Regions from separate parts of the Mus musculus genome. Here regions 2, 3 and 4 are each linked to region 1. Evidence: chromatin contacts called from public Hi-C, Micro-C and promoter capture Hi-C data. All regions are on one chromosome and are shown on one strand. Each heading gives the region's core, a stretch centred on a gene start, on an enhancer-like site or on the middle of the called end of the contact. The rest is flanking DNA. Distances are from core to core; before and after follow the strand shown. Region 1 holds the start of Fbxo5 (F-box protein 5). Region 2 holds the start of Plekhg1 (pleckstrin homology domain containing, family G (with RhoGef domain) member 1). Region 3 holds the start of Tab2 (TGF-beta activated kinase 1/MAP3K7 binding protein 2). Region 4 holds the start of Iyd (iodotyrosine deiodinase).

What was found. Promoter capture Hi-C pulls out the DNA fragments that hold promoters and counts their contacts. A called contact is a pair of places that touch in the nucleus more often than the background predicts.
Region 2: a Hi-C map of muscle stem cells shows a contact between it and region 1, with 10 times the contacts expected there. The contact joins the promoter of Plekhg1 here to the promoter of Fbxo5 in region 1. A contact is called at or near these places in 2 of 39 promoter capture datasets (liver and pre-B cells) and 1 of 484 Hi-C or Micro-C datasets (muscle stem cells).
Region 3: a Micro-C map of embryonic stem cells shows a contact between it and region 1, with 9 times the contacts expected there. The contact joins the promoter of Tab2 here to the promoter of Fbxo5 in region 1. A contact is called at or near these places in 1 of 39 promoter capture datasets (liver), 3 of 484 Hi-C or Micro-C datasets (CD4 T cells, cardiomyocytes and embryonic stem cells), 2 of 115 datasets of contacts at active chromatin or transcription factors (cardiomyocytes and large pre-B cells) and 1 of 9 other capture datasets (adipose tissue).
Region 4: a promoter capture Hi-C map of liver shows a contact between it and region 1, with 10 times the contacts expected there. The contact joins the promoter of Iyd here to the promoter of Fbxo5 in region 1. A contact is called at or near these places in 2 of 39 promoter capture datasets (both in liver).

The regions. Positions count from the first base shown.
Region 1 is chr10:5,802,809-5,806,756 of GRCm38.p6, reverse strand. It overlaps Fbxo5 (F-box protein 5), which reads left to right and starts at 1,292. Exons shown (of 5, transcript NM_025995.2): 1 at 1,292-1,498. The coding sequence starts at 1,420.
Region 2 is chr10:3,738,512-3,742,448 of GRCm38.p6, reverse strand. Plekhg1 (pleckstrin homology domain containing, family G (with RhoGef domain) member 1) reads right to left here and starts at 2,072. Exons shown (of 17, transcript NM_001159942.1): 1 at 1,909-2,072. The region is part of intron 1 of Gm30164 (a long non-coding RNA gene); the gene reads left to right.
Region 3 is chr10:7,953,974-7,957,949 of GRCm38.p6, reverse strand. It overlaps Tab2 (TGF-beta activated kinase 1/MAP3K7 binding protein 2), which reads left to right and starts at 1,827. Exons shown (of 7, transcript NM_138667.3): 1 at 1,827-2,149.
Region 4 is chr10:3,538,340-3,542,658 of GRCm38.p6, reverse strand. It overlaps Iyd (iodotyrosine deiodinase), which reads right to left and starts at 2,385. Exons shown (of 5, transcript NM_027391.4): 1 at 2,198-2,385. The coding sequence starts at 2,363. Gm30033 (a long non-coding RNA gene) reads right to left here. Exons shown (of 3, transcript XR_380041.2): 3 at 3,032-3,195.

The sequences.
Region 1 (3,948 bases), core at 43-2,542:
ATAAAAACTGGATCCACCCAACGTTTGTATGACTCAGTCCAATCTTGGTCCCGCTTTACACAGGAGCTGCATGGAACACTAACAGAAAGTCATATGCTCTTGCAGAAAAGCAAGAGGGAAATGGCATATCCTGTAGCTTTACTGCTCTGTAGTCTGAAAAGAAGTTAAGTGTATTGTCACCACTTAGAAATAAATTCAAGACGTGCATGCCCAGCATCATTAGTGGTGCACTATAGCTCACCATCAGACTTAATAATACTTTCACTCTCGCCTTTGATATAAAAATATCCACGCAGCCAGGGCGCTCCACCCCAAAGAGACGGGAGTCTGACTTATTTAGGGGAACAGGTCGGCTGTCGAGCCTAGCCAACGAAGGTTAAGAACACATAAAATAAAATACAAATTAACACTTTTAAGAATTCGTGGTGGTTGAAAACCCAAAAGAATGCAATGGCCAAAGCAGGGCTATACAGAGAAACCCTGTCTCGAACCGGCCCCCCCGCCCCCAACCCAAAAAAAAGAAAAAAAGAATGCAATGGCCAGATCTAAGTTAGGCCGCGCCCTCAGCCTTCGGAAGGCGCCAAGCAAAGGGACGCCGGGGTCCTGCTGCGCGCCATCCCCAGGGCAAGGGCGGTTCTCCGGTCACATGTCCCCCCCAGCTAGTCCGCCCCGCCCGGAGGGAACCGCCAGGCTCCTCGCGCGCAAGCGCCAACCCGCCAACTCCGTAGTGGCGGCCGCGCAATACGCAAGCGCAGGAGCTCCAGGCAGGGGGTGGAGCCAATTTAGGAGGGAGAGTAGAGCGCGCCTAAATCCTAGAGAGGCGGGTCCGGAGCCAGGGGAAGGGCTTGTTTTCCGGAAGGTGTGCACTCAGAGTGGCGGGTTTGCAGCTCTGCAAACTCGCTCGTAACAGACGATGGAGGAAGACTGGGGGCCCGCCTGTGTCCATCACAGACTTTCAGGCAGAAGTCGGAGCTGTCCCCAGGACATGAGGACTCTGGAGAAGCCGGTTCGCGGGATAACGGAGGGGGGGTGCGGGGAGAGGGCAGCATGGCGGGTTTGCGCAGAGGACCAGCCGCCTTCACAGGCCACGCCTACATGGGCGTGCTTGCCAGCTCCATCAGCAACTTTGGGGAGGCGAGGATCTGGGCGTGTGGGAGGAGCCCAGGCTCCAGGGCTGGCTCCGCCCCCGCGCCCTCCTATTGGGCGAGCGAGGGCGTCCTCTCATGCCGCCTGCCTATTGGCACGCTTGTGCAAACGCCGCGCCCCATTGGTCTGTTCTGATTTGGGCACCAAATTCAAAGATTTTAAAAGTACCAGCTGGCGCCTTTTAAGAGCTGCGGCTCGGCGCCTCGTCTGGCCGGCCACCTTTTTCCTGTCGTCGCCGCCACCTCCCCAGCATTGGAGCCCGAGTTTTGCGGCATGAGCCGGCGCACCTGCAGTGACCTGCGCCGGCCGTCCTCCTGTCCCTGCCGTCTTGGCGCGCGGACTACCGTGGACGGTGAGTGTGAGGCGGGCATCGTGGGAATCCTTTCTCTGTGGCGGCAGCCTCAGAAACTGGGTGCTTGCAGATCACGGTGTTCCGGGCCTCAGGCGACCTATTTGGGCCCGGGACTGGGAGGAAGGCGCGGAGCAAGGGTGGCTGGTGCAGAGTGGGACAGATGTGGTCGGCCTTGTACGGGGTCCTACTATTCCATCCCACCCCGAGACCCTGCACTGGGGACGTGCAAGGTAGTGGCTTCTGCGCGCCGCATTCCACCCCACCCCCTGCCTGGGCGCCAAATGCCCCCTCCTCTCCCCTCCTCAACTCATGCTCGAGCTGTGACAGGACTGTGGGACTCCAAGCTGGCCAGATGGCCCCATCTCTAGCCTCTACGCCCCCCATTTCACAACTCATCTATCTCACATCCATACTCAGTCTCCGTAACTTTTTGCCCTCAGAGCCCTGGCTGGAGAGCGCGGGAGATTGAGCTCCGCGCTTATCTCCCGCCTTCCCTCGTGCACCGCGCCCTCGGGGCACCTCCCACCACCGACCCCCTCAGCATTTCTAGGGGCTCCTTCTCAGCTCCCGCCAAATGTAAAGGACCCCCCAGCCCCCGCCTGCCCACTGTACCAAATGGAAAAAGTTTTTTTTTTCCTCCCCTGTTTTGCTGCTTCTCAGTAAGTCTCAAGGCCTGGAGTCAGCAGGGCCTTTTAAAAAGCGCCCTTTTTCCTCCAAAACGGTGAGTTTGCCTGTAGTGTTTAGCTGATGAAAGAATCGAGGAGGGATTGTTTAATTTTCGGGTGTTTTGAAGAATTAATGGTCACTTTTTCCAACGTTTAGGTGAGCAGAGAGAATCAATTGTTTATTTTCTTATTAATTTTTTATCTTTCTTGGCATCTCAATGAAAGATGCATCGGTTCTATCGTAGAAAATTTCCAACTGAAGGAAGAGGTAATTCATTCTCTCTCTCTCTCTCTCTATATATATATATATATCCTCAATAATCTTTCTTCATCAGAAAAGGAATTAAGTCTTGAAGAGAAGAAAGTACTAGCTTAGCAGAATGTGTCTGTAAAAGAGTACCCGAGTCTCCGTTAGAAAATAAGAAATTTAATGGTTTACGAAGGGATTCTTTTGCTCAGCTTTCCTCCTCAGGAAATGCTTGCTGCCCCCAACTCCCCTCCCCCACTGGGTTTACAGCCTTGAAGAAACCTTAAAAAATAATTAGAACATTTAAATATTTTTCAAAGTAGACTTAAAGGTTTTCTCTTGGCTTATACTTTCAATCACCTTTCCTCACCCTTGCACAAAGAAGGGATGGTGTTTGACCTTGGCCACATGGCTGGGGACTGAGACTGAAACCTAGTTAACATATGGAAGAGCTAAGACTTTAAGGCCAGCTTTCATTACAGTCTTTAATCTGGAGTGTAAAGCCTGTGTTTATAAGTTAAATGAAAGGCCAGACTTGGTGCACTTTAGCTCTCCACCTTTCCCCCATCCCGTGATTGGCTGAGGGGTGCTAATGTGAGTTCTAAAACATTGAAATATTTTTCGTTTTATCTGTAAGTTCATTTAAGGACAGCCCCCTCCCCAAAACCTAATAGAATAAGCTGGTCAGAAAGCTCCGCAGAGATTCTTTCATTTGAAGTTTTGCCTCCTCATTTGTGCTTTTGTGGAATTTATCTTGATTTTCAGTGTAAGAAATGCCAGCAAGTTTGCCTTTTTGTGATTTAACTAGATAAACAGATGCTTTTAATTAGATCATCCATTTAATCCAGTTTTGTTTTCTTCCCCATTTTGTGGGTGGGAAAACTGAGGCCAAGTTTTTGCCATTAAGTGGATATCAGATGAAAATAGCAAGACTAGATATGTACCCCACATTTGTTTGATTGGGGGAGTATGGAATTCCTTAATCTGCCTTTGTGTCTACCTAACATGAACATAATATAAAATATTTCTTACTGTTTTGGAGCACTTAGAAATTGAAATCTCTTGCTCTCAGATGGATTTAGCTGTGTGTGTGTTAAGGTCCAGACTCTTATCTTCTGATACTTCTCTCTAATTTAGAAAACAGAGTCCTGTAGTCTGGAGAAGTTTAAAAGAAAAAATACTTAAAAATCAAAATGATGTCAGCATGTGCAGTGCAGCCCCAGGCCAGCTGGGACAGCTGTGAGATGAGAATTAGAGCAGTGCGGGCCAAAGGTAAACATTGCACAGGCAGACGGAGAGCATCTCCCTGTGCTGATGCCGGAGCTGCCTGTCCTATGGCTTTCTTGCTCCTGCAAGTCCTCTGTCTCAAAGAAATGAGGCCGTGTGGTCTCAGTCTCAGTTCAGAGGAACTGACTAAGGGAACTCAGGGAAGGGAGGGACGGCGGGGGTGGGGGGGTGCTGCCCCATCAGCTTCACCTGTGCAGCATGACGCCTGCTGTGCCCACAGAGAAGAGTTAGTGGAGGAGAGGAGGCTTGGC
Region 2 (3,937 bases), core at 823-3,322, 2.1 Mb after region 1:
TATGTATATATTATATAATATATTACACATATTTTGTTATTATATATTATAACATATTTTTGTATTTAATATATTTATACAATATACCAATATATTTACATGTATTTTATATTATATTTACATTATAGTATAGATTTATATTTTATATACTATAGTATTTATGTTATATAGAATATATTAATATATATTAACAATCATCTATACTAAAGGCATTGAGGAAAGTGGAATCACAGGGGAAGGACAGGCGCAGACAAATTTTATCAAAGAAAGGCAGATTTGGGCACCAGTTTGACTACCAAACAGCTGTTCCCGTTCTCTCTCTGTTTTATCCCTTTGCAAAAGGCTTTGGGGGGAATCTGTCATGCAAGGGAAATGGAAGGAAGGTCACACAAGGATTACTGGTGGGGTCCCACTTGCGGAGGAAGCCAGGGAGGTCAGTGAACTCTGGAAAAGAAAGTTTCTTCCTGGTCGGTTTTAACGGCTTAGACGGGGTGCAATTCCAAGAGACAAAAAGCTAAGTCAGGAATCAGGAAGCCAGACTCAAAGATGTTAAAGGGTCAAACACTAGCCCATCACTTTTGTATAGAAGTGTTAACTACTGTAGAATAAATAAATACCCTGGACTGAAAGGGGTAAAACCAATTAAAACTATGTGGTTCATATACACTGCTTTAACAGTGAGGAAGTACAAGCTACCAGGATTGCTTTTCCTCACGTCCCACACAGTGTAAGGCTAAAGTTGAGAGGTTTTAGATCTCTGACACGATAGACTTGGATACACTTTAAAAACAAAACAAAACAAAAAAAAAAAACAAAAAAAACATCAGTTTAACAACAACAACAAAAACCAAAACTCATCTATTCTTTGAAAGTATGCGAACTCCAGAAACTGAGAATTCAAACAGGCTGACCACAGGTTTTAACGCAATCTAAGCCTGGAATTCAATTAAACGTTAAATCTGACCCAGACTTAAGGCATCCTACTGGTTTTGTATCCAATGTGTATTCAGTTTGTATCCAGAGTGCCCCTAATCCCCAAAACAACCCTCCCGAGGTGACTGGGTTTCCTGAGAAGATAAAATCGCTGTCAAAATAGGTGCAGTAAGCTCTGGCCACCTGAAGGTGGTACAAAGAGAGCGCCAAGAGCCGCCAGAGCTTAATGAAATTCCAGGGTTGCACACACAGTCAGCTTTACACATACCAACTTCATACAACACATCCAAGCAATCAGCTACATCATTGTTTCTCAGGAACATTGTGAAACTGAGGAAGCCAACCACCCTCTCCTCACTGGGCGTCCTGGACTGTAGAGCTCTGAGACTCCATGGGGGACACAAAGAGGGGGTCTGCTCTAGCAGTCACCCCGGGGCCTGCTGCCCGCCCCCCAACAACCTTTTCCTCTGGCCAACAGTCCACACAGTCGTAGCCAGCTAGGTATTACCGTGTGTCCGGGTGACGGATGGGGCACAGCTTCTAGACTCCCGGGTCACTCCTATAAAGCGCTGACTTGCTGATTTGGGGGCGCCCACGCGAGTTTCTGCCCCACGCAGGACTGCTCCTAGCTGGAGCACACAGCACTCCCCGCCATCGCGCCCGCACCGCTGTTGGGGTGTTGTCCAGACTGTCCTATTTGGGGATAGTTCCGCTTGACTTGGGGGCGCGGGTGGCACACGGCGCGCTTGAGCAAACTTCGCGGAGCTGCAAACTGCAACCCGGGTGGCTGCAGCAAGGGGCGGGAGCGCCGGGCTAGCAGGTCCTGCCTGAGTCGACCCCATCAGTCGACTGCCAACGACCCCATCAGTCCCCTCCCAGGAGCAGCGCTCAGAGACACCCCCCGCCCCGCCCCCCCCCCCCCCCCCCCCCCCCCCCCCCGCCCAGGGCCAGGCACTGCGATCCCGCTCTTCCCACCTGCAGATTCGGGGCGCGTGGCCGAGGTCCCCGGCTTCCCTTGTCTGGTCCCTGGAATAGTCTCGGCGGAGCTTACGGGAGAGGGGCGGCTCCCGAGCGCTGGCTCCGCGGTGCGCTGCGCTCCAGCGCCGGCTCCGGCGGCCCCGAGCCCTGCAGCTCGCCTGGCTCCACTTCCTCTTTCCCACTCTGCTCCCGGCGTGTCCCGCCCCGCCCCGCTCCTCGGTCCGCTGCAGCGGGTTGCGGTCCCCGCCCGCCTCCACGGGGCCCTGCGGGAGGAAAGAGGCAGAGAGGAGGAGGCAGCTCAGAAAGAGATTAAGCTTGCTCTCTGGAGCTTTGCCAAAGACAGCAGTCAAATTACAGCCTCTGGGGGGAAAGTTTTTGTCTCTTTTCTTTTTTCTTTTCTTTTCTTTTCTTTTCTTTTCTTTTCTTTTCTTTTCTTTTCTCTTCTCTTCTCTTCTCTTCTCTTCTCTTCTCTTCTCTTCTTTTTTCTCTTCTCTTCTCTTCTCTTCTCTTCTCTTCTCTTCTCTTTCCTTTTCTTCTCTTTTCTCCTTTTCTTCTCTTTCCGTTTTCCTTTCCCTCTTTTTCTTTTTGTTTTTCTTTTCTCTCTTCTCTCTTCTTTAAAAAAAAAAAAAAACTCCCTGCTACTGTGTTAACAGCCACATCGCTTTCTTTTTTCTTCTCTTCTCTGGGCTGTTGGGGTACAGCTAAGCCTTGGACATGGCCACTTCCCAGAGTGTTCTGAAATCGGATCCAACACCGTTTCTTTGCATCCAAACTCGAATTTCACACTGTAGCTTATGATGTCACAACACTAGGAAATGGGAGAAGGGTGCTTACTGGGTTCAGGCATCAGCACCCCCACCACCCCAGTGAACATACTGGATGACCTTTGATTAGAGAAAGCAAAAGTGGAAAAGGAGGCAGAGACCTTTGCGACAGCCAGATGTTTAAAGGCACCCATAAGGTAGGACAATAAAAAATAGGACCTCTATCACAGGTGCCTTTTTGGTGACATTCTTGGTAGCACTTGGCACCTTTCAAACAGGTGTGTCAGATATGCCTGTGTTTCACCAGGCGTAGTAAGACACAGCCACGCACTCTGCTTGATTCTAAGAACTTCATCTCCCTGTAGTACACCACATATTATAAAGTTTTATGGTACTGGGTGAGAGGGTTTTTTGTTTTTTGCTTGTTTTGCTTTTTTAATAAACAAACAATTCACCTTTCAATGTGTCCACATTCTGAGTAGCATAATGAACTCTGGCCGTCCTGCCTGCTTCCCCCTGGTATGCAAGTCATTCTTTTGTCCAACATATAGTTACTACTGCTGTGATGAAACACCATAACTAAAAGCCAAGAGGGCAGGGAAACCCTTGGCTTTCACGTCCACATCACTATTCAACATTGGAGGAAGTCAAGGCAGGAACTCAAGCGGGGCAGAAACCTGGAGTCACCTGCTAATGCAGAGGCCATGGAGGACTGCTTACTAGCTTGCTCAATCTGCTTTCTTACAGCACCCAGGACCACCAGGCCAGGAGTGACCCTCCCATGATGGGCTAGGCCCTCCTGCATGGATCACTAATGAAGAAAATGCCCTACAGGCTTGCCTAAAGCTGTATCCTGTGGAGGCATTTTCTCAGTTGAGACTCCCTCCTCTCCTATGACTCTAGCTTATGTTAAATTGATATAAAACAAGCCAGCACAAATATACTGTATACACTACAACTCACTAGTAGCTGTCTCACTCTTCAGATCAATTGCCGTGGTATCACAGTGCTTGTGTTTCAGTGATCCCTACTTTACTTATTGATGGTCCTGATGTCCAAGTGTCCAAGAGTAAGGATACATAGGCCTTTTATTTCACTGTATTGTTAGAACAGTTAATTGAATATATATATATATATATATATATTGTTTTTCGAAACAGGGTTTCTCTGTGTATCCCTGGCTATCCTGGAGCTCACTCTGTAGAACAGGCTGAACTTGAACTCAGAAATCCTCCTGCCTCTGCCTCCCAAGTGCTGGGATT
Region 3 (3,976 bases), core at 578-3,077, 2.2 Mb before region 1:
TGTTTGTTTTTAAAGGCATTAGTTCTTTCATAGAGTTTTCCTCTACATAGCTATCTGGGGCTTTCTCTTCATTAGAGATCCAAGCTCTTCAAATTTGGGCAATGATGTACGATTATATCTTCTCTTCCTTTTCTCAAACCCATTACATTTGTTTATATGGAAAATATATTTCTATTAAAATGTGTACACGTACATTTCAGAAAACAAATTTTGAACAGGAACTATTTTTTTCTTAATCCACTTCTATTATTTCAGCAGTATATGTTCGAATTGTGCCTCAGTTTAAGAGAAGTACTGTTTATTTAATAATTTCTTCAATTTATCTAAAATCATTACACTGACTATGGAAATAATTCCTCAGAGAACTGTAGTATTAGGGCTCAATGGCGTCTGTTACTGTGAATTAATGAAAACAGCATCTACTATGTGAATTATAATTTACTTTTACTTCGAACACAGAAAAAACACTTTTTCAAAGTATATACTTTTACTTTCTTAATGTCAACCGAGAGAAAAATTTAAAAGTTCCAATGTTGTAAATCATTAGCACTCTGACTTCTGGCGGGCTAAAAGTTTTTAAGTAGAGCTAAACCCCAATATTTCAGGTACTTTGTAAAACTGAGTGTAAAAAGGAAGTGAAAGGGTTTTAAGTGTTTAAAAAAGGGGCTTTAAAAACAATAAGCAATAAGCACCTATGGAGCTTATACTGATAACAGAATAATAAAAATAGTCCTTCCGGATTTTTTTCGGTAGTATGAATTTCTTCAAGGAAGAAACTGGCAGCGATATGCACACTTTGGACAGGGTCAAGAAGAAGAAAAAAAAAGCCTTTTTTTTTTTTGCCATATGAAACCGCCAAGATTTTAAAATATTTTACATTGTGAGAAACATCTGAACGTTGACCACCACCACCCAACCCCACCCCACCCCGAGGGAAAACGAAGCACATCTTTAAGAAGATAGAAACCAGAAGTGTCCCCTCCCCCGCGTCTCCCCTCGAAGCTAAAGTGTCTTTGGCTCTGCTTCTAGGTCTTCTAGGAACGTGCAGTTACAATCGCAACGACTCGCTTGATTCTTTAGATCGTTCTCTCTGCGGGCCCCCACTGCTGATCAAGGAAAGTCCAGCGGCCGAGCCAAACTCCGCTCGGGTCCCGCGGCTTCCAGGACGCGTCCCGCACCGCCCGGTCTCCATCCGACCCGCCGTCCCTCCCGGGTCACCCGGTAGCTCGCGGCCTGGGCGCGGCCCGGCTCCAAGGGGGTGTGTCCGGCTCGCGGCCCCGCAGCCCCGCAGGCCCGGCGCTCGCCTCCGCCTCAGGCCCACCTGCCCCGCGGCCCGTCAGGGCCTGCAGGGTCCCGCCCGTCTCCCCGAGCTGGGCCGCCGGCTCGCACGGCTCGCCCTGCTCGCACAGCCCGCCACCCGCTTCCGGAGCCGCGAGGCCCTCGGCGGCGCGCGCACCGCTCGGCTCCTCTCTCTCTCCCTCCCTCCCTCCCCGTCCGAGCGTGAGGGACCCGCGTGCTCCTCCTCAGCCCGCGCCGGGACGCGTCCCCTCCGGCCACGGCGAGCCGGGAGTGGGGACGGCGGCTGGCGGAGGTGGGGCGTGGACAGAGCATCCCCGCCACCCGGCGGAGGGAGGCCTCGTCACGGCCGCCGCCTCAGATCTCGCGGTGTTTGCCGGCCGCCGCGCCGCCATATTGTGTGGCCGTATTTTGATGCGGACTGGGCTGGCGGAGCCGCGGCGCGAGCGGGCGAGCGAGCGAGAGCTGGGGGGGTGGGGGGAGGGCAGGCGAGCGGCAGGGGGGTGGGGGCGGAGGGAGGCAGGGCGGCCGTGCGAGCCGGAGCCGAGCAGCGGGCCGCGGCGACGCCGCCCCGGCCATCGCTTTGATCCGCGGCAGGCGCCGGCGGCGGGGCGCCCCAGGCCGACCCCCTCCCCTCCCCCTCAGCCGCGAGCGGCGGCGGCGGCCGGAGGGAGTTGGCGGCGGCCGGGCGGAGGGGGCCGAGCGGGGAGGGAGGGAGGGCTGAGGTGTCCCCCCTGCCGGGTGGAATCGGCGCTGGCGGCGGCCGCGGTGACGACGGGGGAGACGGCTGCCCAAGTGGGAGAGGCGGCGGCGGCGGACGAGGAGGAGGGGGAAGCCGCGGCGGCGGCGAAGGGTAAGCGGACGGCGCTGCGGGGCCTCGGCGGGATCCCTCCCCACCCCCCACCCCCCCCACCCCCAGCCCGGCTCCCCGCGCCTGCAGCGGCTCGGGGACCGGCTCTGCCTGGCGCGCGAAGCCCTAGCGGGGCGTCCGCGCCTTCCTCGCCTTCGTCCGCCGCTCCGCCCGGGTCCTGCCCGCGGTGGCGAGGCGCAGGGAGGCCCCCCAAGTCCTGCGGGGAGGGTGGGGGCGGGGAGCCTGGGGCCTGGCCTGGGCTCCGGGGCGTCGGGGGAGGGGGACCGGGCCTGCCCCGGAGCCCAGCGCCGGAGAGAGCCGGGGGTGGGGGTGCCTTGGCCCCCGGTCCGCCCCCAGGCCTGTGATCTGGAAGTGGGAGGGAGGGAACCAGACGCCTTTGGGGGAACCCAGGTCTGGATAACGATGACTTCGGGGCCCGCGAGTTAAGGGAGAGCCGGGGAAGTTAAGTGCAGGGTAAAGAGGAAGCACCTCTCTCGCTTTGCTTTCCGATTTTGCTTGTCTGCAGCCTTCTTCCAAATGGGCAGCACGCCCCGCTGTGAAGAGGTTGGGGCCCCCTTAGAGTCCACAGGACTACTCTGATTTTCTTGCCCCGAGATAGTGGTTGGAAGAGGAAGACTTAACAAGGGTCCCTGGGTGTTGCTGACAGGTGACAGGTGGATCTGTCTGTTGCTGATGCTGTAGAATCCTTGGCTCATAATTGTAGGCCGAAAGTGTCAGGGAGCGTGTGAGTTTGTATTTACGTGTTTGGCCAAGTTTCATTCCATATATAGTATATTTGAGATGCTAAGTTTCCATTCAAGTCAGCTTAATTGTTATGGAGGAATTCTTCAAATGTTTCTGATAAGAGGGGTTTTCAGGAGAGTGGTGGAGACTTGCAGCCTCCTGGAGCTTTTATTCGAGTCTCCGTGAAGTTCGGGTTCCCAAAAGCATTGCAGGCTGTTGGTAAATGGGCTTCTAGTCATTGGAAAGTTCTTGGACACAAATGCAGTATTCGAGGCAGCAGCCAGACACTCTAGCTTTGCATCCATTTTGTCAGTGCTGGGTAAGTTAGTAAAGTGCCAAATCGTAGGGTTAGGTTGATTGCCATTTTATAAAAGGAATGGCTTTGTGTCCTAGCTTACTCAAAGGAGATGTTGCTCATGAAGCAGCTTCAAATTTTGCTAGGAATTTCACTGGGTACAAAAGAGGGTTGTTTGTTTTTTGTTTTGGTTTTTTTTTTTTTTTTTTGGTTTTTTTGTTTGTTTTGGTTTTGGTTTTGGTTTTGGCTTTTAGTTATCACTGTTTACCACACTTGGTACAGCAAGAGTTTTGATGCCTTTTCAGAAGCATCCTTAATGTCTTAGTAAAGGTGAATCCATGATTACTTTTAAAACTGTACAACTTGAAACCTTTTTGAAACCATACATATTTCTAATAAATGAACAGTTGCCTTTTCTTTTACTATATGCTTTAGCTAGCTACTTTAATTCCAATCCTTAGGAAAAAATGTCAGATTCATGAGTTGGGTTAGTATCCAGATAGTCCACGAAGGCTTCTGCAGCTTTTAACACGTGTGTGGAATGAATATGTTGAATGGTGGTACTATCTGTGTATTAGCAGGAAATAGAACAAAAATTCCAGTGATTCAGAACCTCTGCTTGCCCCTACACCAGTGTGTAATAGAGAGTGCTTTATGTTTTCAGGCTTAAAGAATCAAACTGAAAGTTGAATATGGCAATTATTATGTTAGCCACTGAATATATGCCATTGCTTCAACTTTCTTTTTGTTTCATCAGATAGCTTTTTCTGAGTTAGAATGGTTTCCAAAGG
Region 4 (4,319 bases), core at 1,136-3,635, 2.3 Mb after region 1:
ATTGAATTTTATAATACATGTTTTTAATAGTCTGTTGGGAAGAGTGACAGTGGAAAGGATGTGTTTCAGGCCAGTGTGAGCAGCTGAAAGGTATCATGGCTGAGTCTCACTGGACAAGGGAAGGGAGGCCTTTCACAGAACGTGGAGTAGCCCAAAAGGCAGGGTGTGTGGGCCCATGGAATGTGCTTCTTGTGCACATGTGGACTAAGGTTTGGTGTCACAGAAGGCCACCCACGGGAAGTAAGCAGAGGACTCTAACATGCTTATGGAGAGGCATCTTAGACAGAGACAAGAACCAAGAACGCTCAAGAAAAGCCACACAGAAGCTGTGCCCATATCTTACACAGGGAGGATGCTAACTTGGCCCATCAGGGAAGCCGAAGGAACAACAGATTCCCAACCCATCATGGTGACAAAACTCAGGGGACTTGCTTCCTGGCAGAGAAGGAAAAGGGTCCTCTCTGTTTCTGGTTTCAGGAGCTGGGTAGTGGGTAGACCATTTCCTGAGAAAAGGCAGACAGCAGAGACAGCAGTGGAGAGCTAGCAGGAACCTCCTAAAAACAAGCAGGGCCACTTCTCACTGCTCTTGAACTCCTGACTGCTCCCAGGAATGTGGCCTTGAGAGGGAAGAAATCTACCTCTGAATTTCTCTTTTTAAGCCTCCTCTGTTCTAGGCTTTTCTGTGAGAAAGGCTACCCAGCCAAAAGCTCTATGCTTGGACCCTGGAAATAGACTGCCAGAGTCCTACCTGCCTGGGTAGGCAGTACCCTACTACAGCCTCAGTCTCCTGCAATAGTGATAGTAGTGATAGTAGTGATAATGCCTACCTCATTGTATTACCATGAAGACGAAGGGCTTACTCTATATGATGTGTCACCAGCTGGGTCCACTGCATGCTATGTGAGTGTGTTGTGGTCCTCAAGACTCTTCAACCATGTCATCTTCTTTCTGTAGCATATCTCTCTACCATGTCCCTCTTCTCTTCAGGTGTCTCCCAAGTTCTGTCCTCAGTCTTCTCTCTCACAGTACCCACTTGGTGATTATTTCTCTAATCTCTGAGTACCTCCTCAAGTTGATGTGTTCTGACCATTGTTTTATTTAACATCATGAATATGATAAATGCAGCACACCCTTACAGTGTCCCCTAAATTGGATCTTTCTGCCCTTGTCCATGGATGACAGTGACTCAGCCACTCCCTCCATCTTCCCCAATATCTAAAATCTGATGCTCTTCACTGTGACTTGGGCATCCACTACCCTCCCACCAAAGCATTGCTCATCAAACCTTAGAACAGATGTCGGGGTTAAGGACAGTGCTTCTCTGTGGTAAGGGAAGTACTTCCCAAGTGGGACCAGATACCCTGCATATCAGATATTTACATTACAATTCATAACGCTAACAAGATTACACTTATAAACATATCAGCGAAAGTAATTTTACAGTCGCAAATCACTCTAATGTGAGGAACCGTATTAAAGAGTTGCAGCATTGGGAAGGCTGACAAGCACTGGTCTCATGCCAGCCACAGCCAGCCCTCTCTGCCTCACTTCTCCGTCTGCACATCTTTCACCTTCCAGGAATCGCTCCTAGGCATTAGAACATGGGTGCTGGCTTTGTGCGCCTCCTGACACAGCTTGCCCCTGCTGCTCACACCTCTACCCTCGGGTCAGCTTTGCTCTTTCCCAATGCCCCAGCAGACCCCCAAGCCTTTCCTAAACACCTTATACTAGTTCCACAGGGCTTGTCCGTTTCCTTATTTTACCTCATTCCCTAAACCGGACCCTTTTCTTGCTGGGCATGGGCCACTCCTGTCTCTAAGGCACAGGGCCTGGCATAAGAGAAAGTACCCAATCCCTAGACGGGTCACGTTCTCAGTTTCAGCATTCCTAATCAAAACCTGGCCATGCTCGCTGTCACTCTGTACAGAGACTCTGCCTCCACCCCCACCCCTGAGACAGAAGGTGTTGACCTGCAGAGGATCTGGGCTGGGAGAGATCTTAGCTTCCATGACTTCGGACTGGGTAGAGGCTGGTACCGGCAAGTGCCCTGAGATGACCATCCTTGCTATACACTGTTCTGTTTTCACAACAGAAGCGAAGGTTTGCCAGCATGGCTTGCTCTCTGAATCCTGGGCATCAGTTCGCACCATCGCAAACACATGCAGGGCAAAGCCCTGGGCACCGCAGGGGTTGTTACCTTCTTCCACTTGAAGGTCTTCTGTGCTGTCTTTCAAGTCTTCATCCACCCAGGGCTGAACTTGAGCCTCCTCCTTCTTTTTCTCTAGGTTCCTGTCGGCATTTTTAAAGACCCATACAACCAAGATACAGACAACTGCTACCAAGACTGGGGTGAGGAGAAACATGGTCTGAAGTCCGACCTGGAATGTGTGCGCTTTCCCACACTGGCATTTATACAAACAGATGGAAGCAGGGAATGCTGGGAGTAGATGTAGAAACGGGGAGGAGTGCCAGGGAGGGAGCAAAGTACAAACTCAGACTCCGTGAGGACTTTGCAAAGGAGCAAAGCTCACAGTTGGGTGCGTGTGGGATTGGTCCTGCTCTGACGCATGCAATTTTAAAACTGTGCACTTGATCAGTATATTTTCAGACATCAATGACCATGGGGTGCATTAAGCACTGTAATGTGCTACATTGCTGGTGGTGGTTTTAAAGAAAAAAAGCATTTGACCTTTCTCCTATTTAACTATTCTCTCAAAGCATCTTCAACTGCCTGAAGCTAGGAATTGCCCAGAGAGCTAATTTTTTAAAAGGGCAGATTTATAAATGTAGGTTCTGATATCCTGAAAGATAATTTCCAGAAAGAGGCTGTCAACGTGCATTTTTAACAACATATGTAAGAGGCACTGCCCTGAGGCTGTAAAAAAAAAAATTAACAGCCATGCCAACATATGCAACAGAGAAGAAAGGCTATGTTTTACATTAAAGAAAGATTTTAATCTGGAAAAAGTGATGCAAACAGTTTGAAATGACTATATCTAAGCTTGAGGCTTTTTGTTTTTTGTCTTAGTTTTTATCTTTGCCTATGCCTCTGTTGTTCAGGCTGTCAGAACACAAATGTCATTGGTTGAGTGACATAAATAACAGAAACACGTGTCTCACAGTTCCAGAGGTTGAGATGTCCAAGCCCCGGGGACCAGCAGGTTTTGTTCCTCCTCGCTTGTATTGTTCTCACAGCTGGGGATGAGGGAGGAAGGAAGGATGGGAGAGAGAACCATTACTCACAGAAAGCTTCCCTTGTGGCTCCTCCATATTCCACGTACTAAATCACAGGTGCTCCCCAAAACCTCATGTCATAGATCCCGCTACTGCTCCCATTTTCACTCATATGAATGAGGCATGAATAGGTCAAATGACATGCCAAAGCCATTAGAAGATAAATGGGACATAAGCAGCCTGAGTCCATGCTGGGTACGTCTGCAGTGTGGACTAGAATTCTTAGCTAAGATCCTGCGGTGTTGAGCCTGCCTGGGTAACAGGGGAAAGCTGGGACAAGGATTTTATGTGCTAGTACAAGAGACATTGCTGCCTGGCTGCCAAGGTTCACACTCAGCTCTGGGAGCTCACCGAAAAGAGATTTTTAAAAAAGCACAGTGCAGGGGCAAGAAGTCTGGCAGCTGTAACAGCAGCAGGATGGGCAGAGCAGTGTGGAGATCAGACAAGGCTTCCAGAGGGAAGAAACTTTGACTCTAGAATTTGAAACCCACCCAAGTTCCCGACCTGGTGCATCTGCAGGTCTCAGAGTACAGGGGAGGGGGAGGGTGGGCCCTGTGAATTCCGCCAATTTTCACCTGCGCTGGACCCAGTGAGCTTCCTCTAACCCTAACACCTCCTCAGTGACCAGGCCTCCAGCTTCTGATAGTGTCGGTACAGAACAATGCTTCAGCTGCCAATGTAATGTACACTTGTACAGGAACAATGTGGCTTCCCTTGAGGAACAGGATCTGTGCCATAGGGTCACAGAACACCGTGTAGCTGATCTGAGGATGGGCCCTCTCTTCTCTTAGTACCTCTACAGCAGAGCTTCTTCACCTTCCTAATGCAGTGACCTTTTAATACACTTCCTCGATCCCCCCAACCATACAGTTATTTTCTTTGCTACTTCATAGCTGTATTTTGGTTACTGTTAGGAATCATAATGTAAATATCTATGTTTTCCGATGGTCTTTCGTTTGATCCCCAAAGGGTCATGACCCACAGTTGAGAACCACTGCTGTGAAGGCTCCTGGGCTACTTAGCTTCTGTACTTTGTCTTTATCCAGTGAGAAAAAGGAGAAGAGTGCCAAGGGAAGCTACAGGAG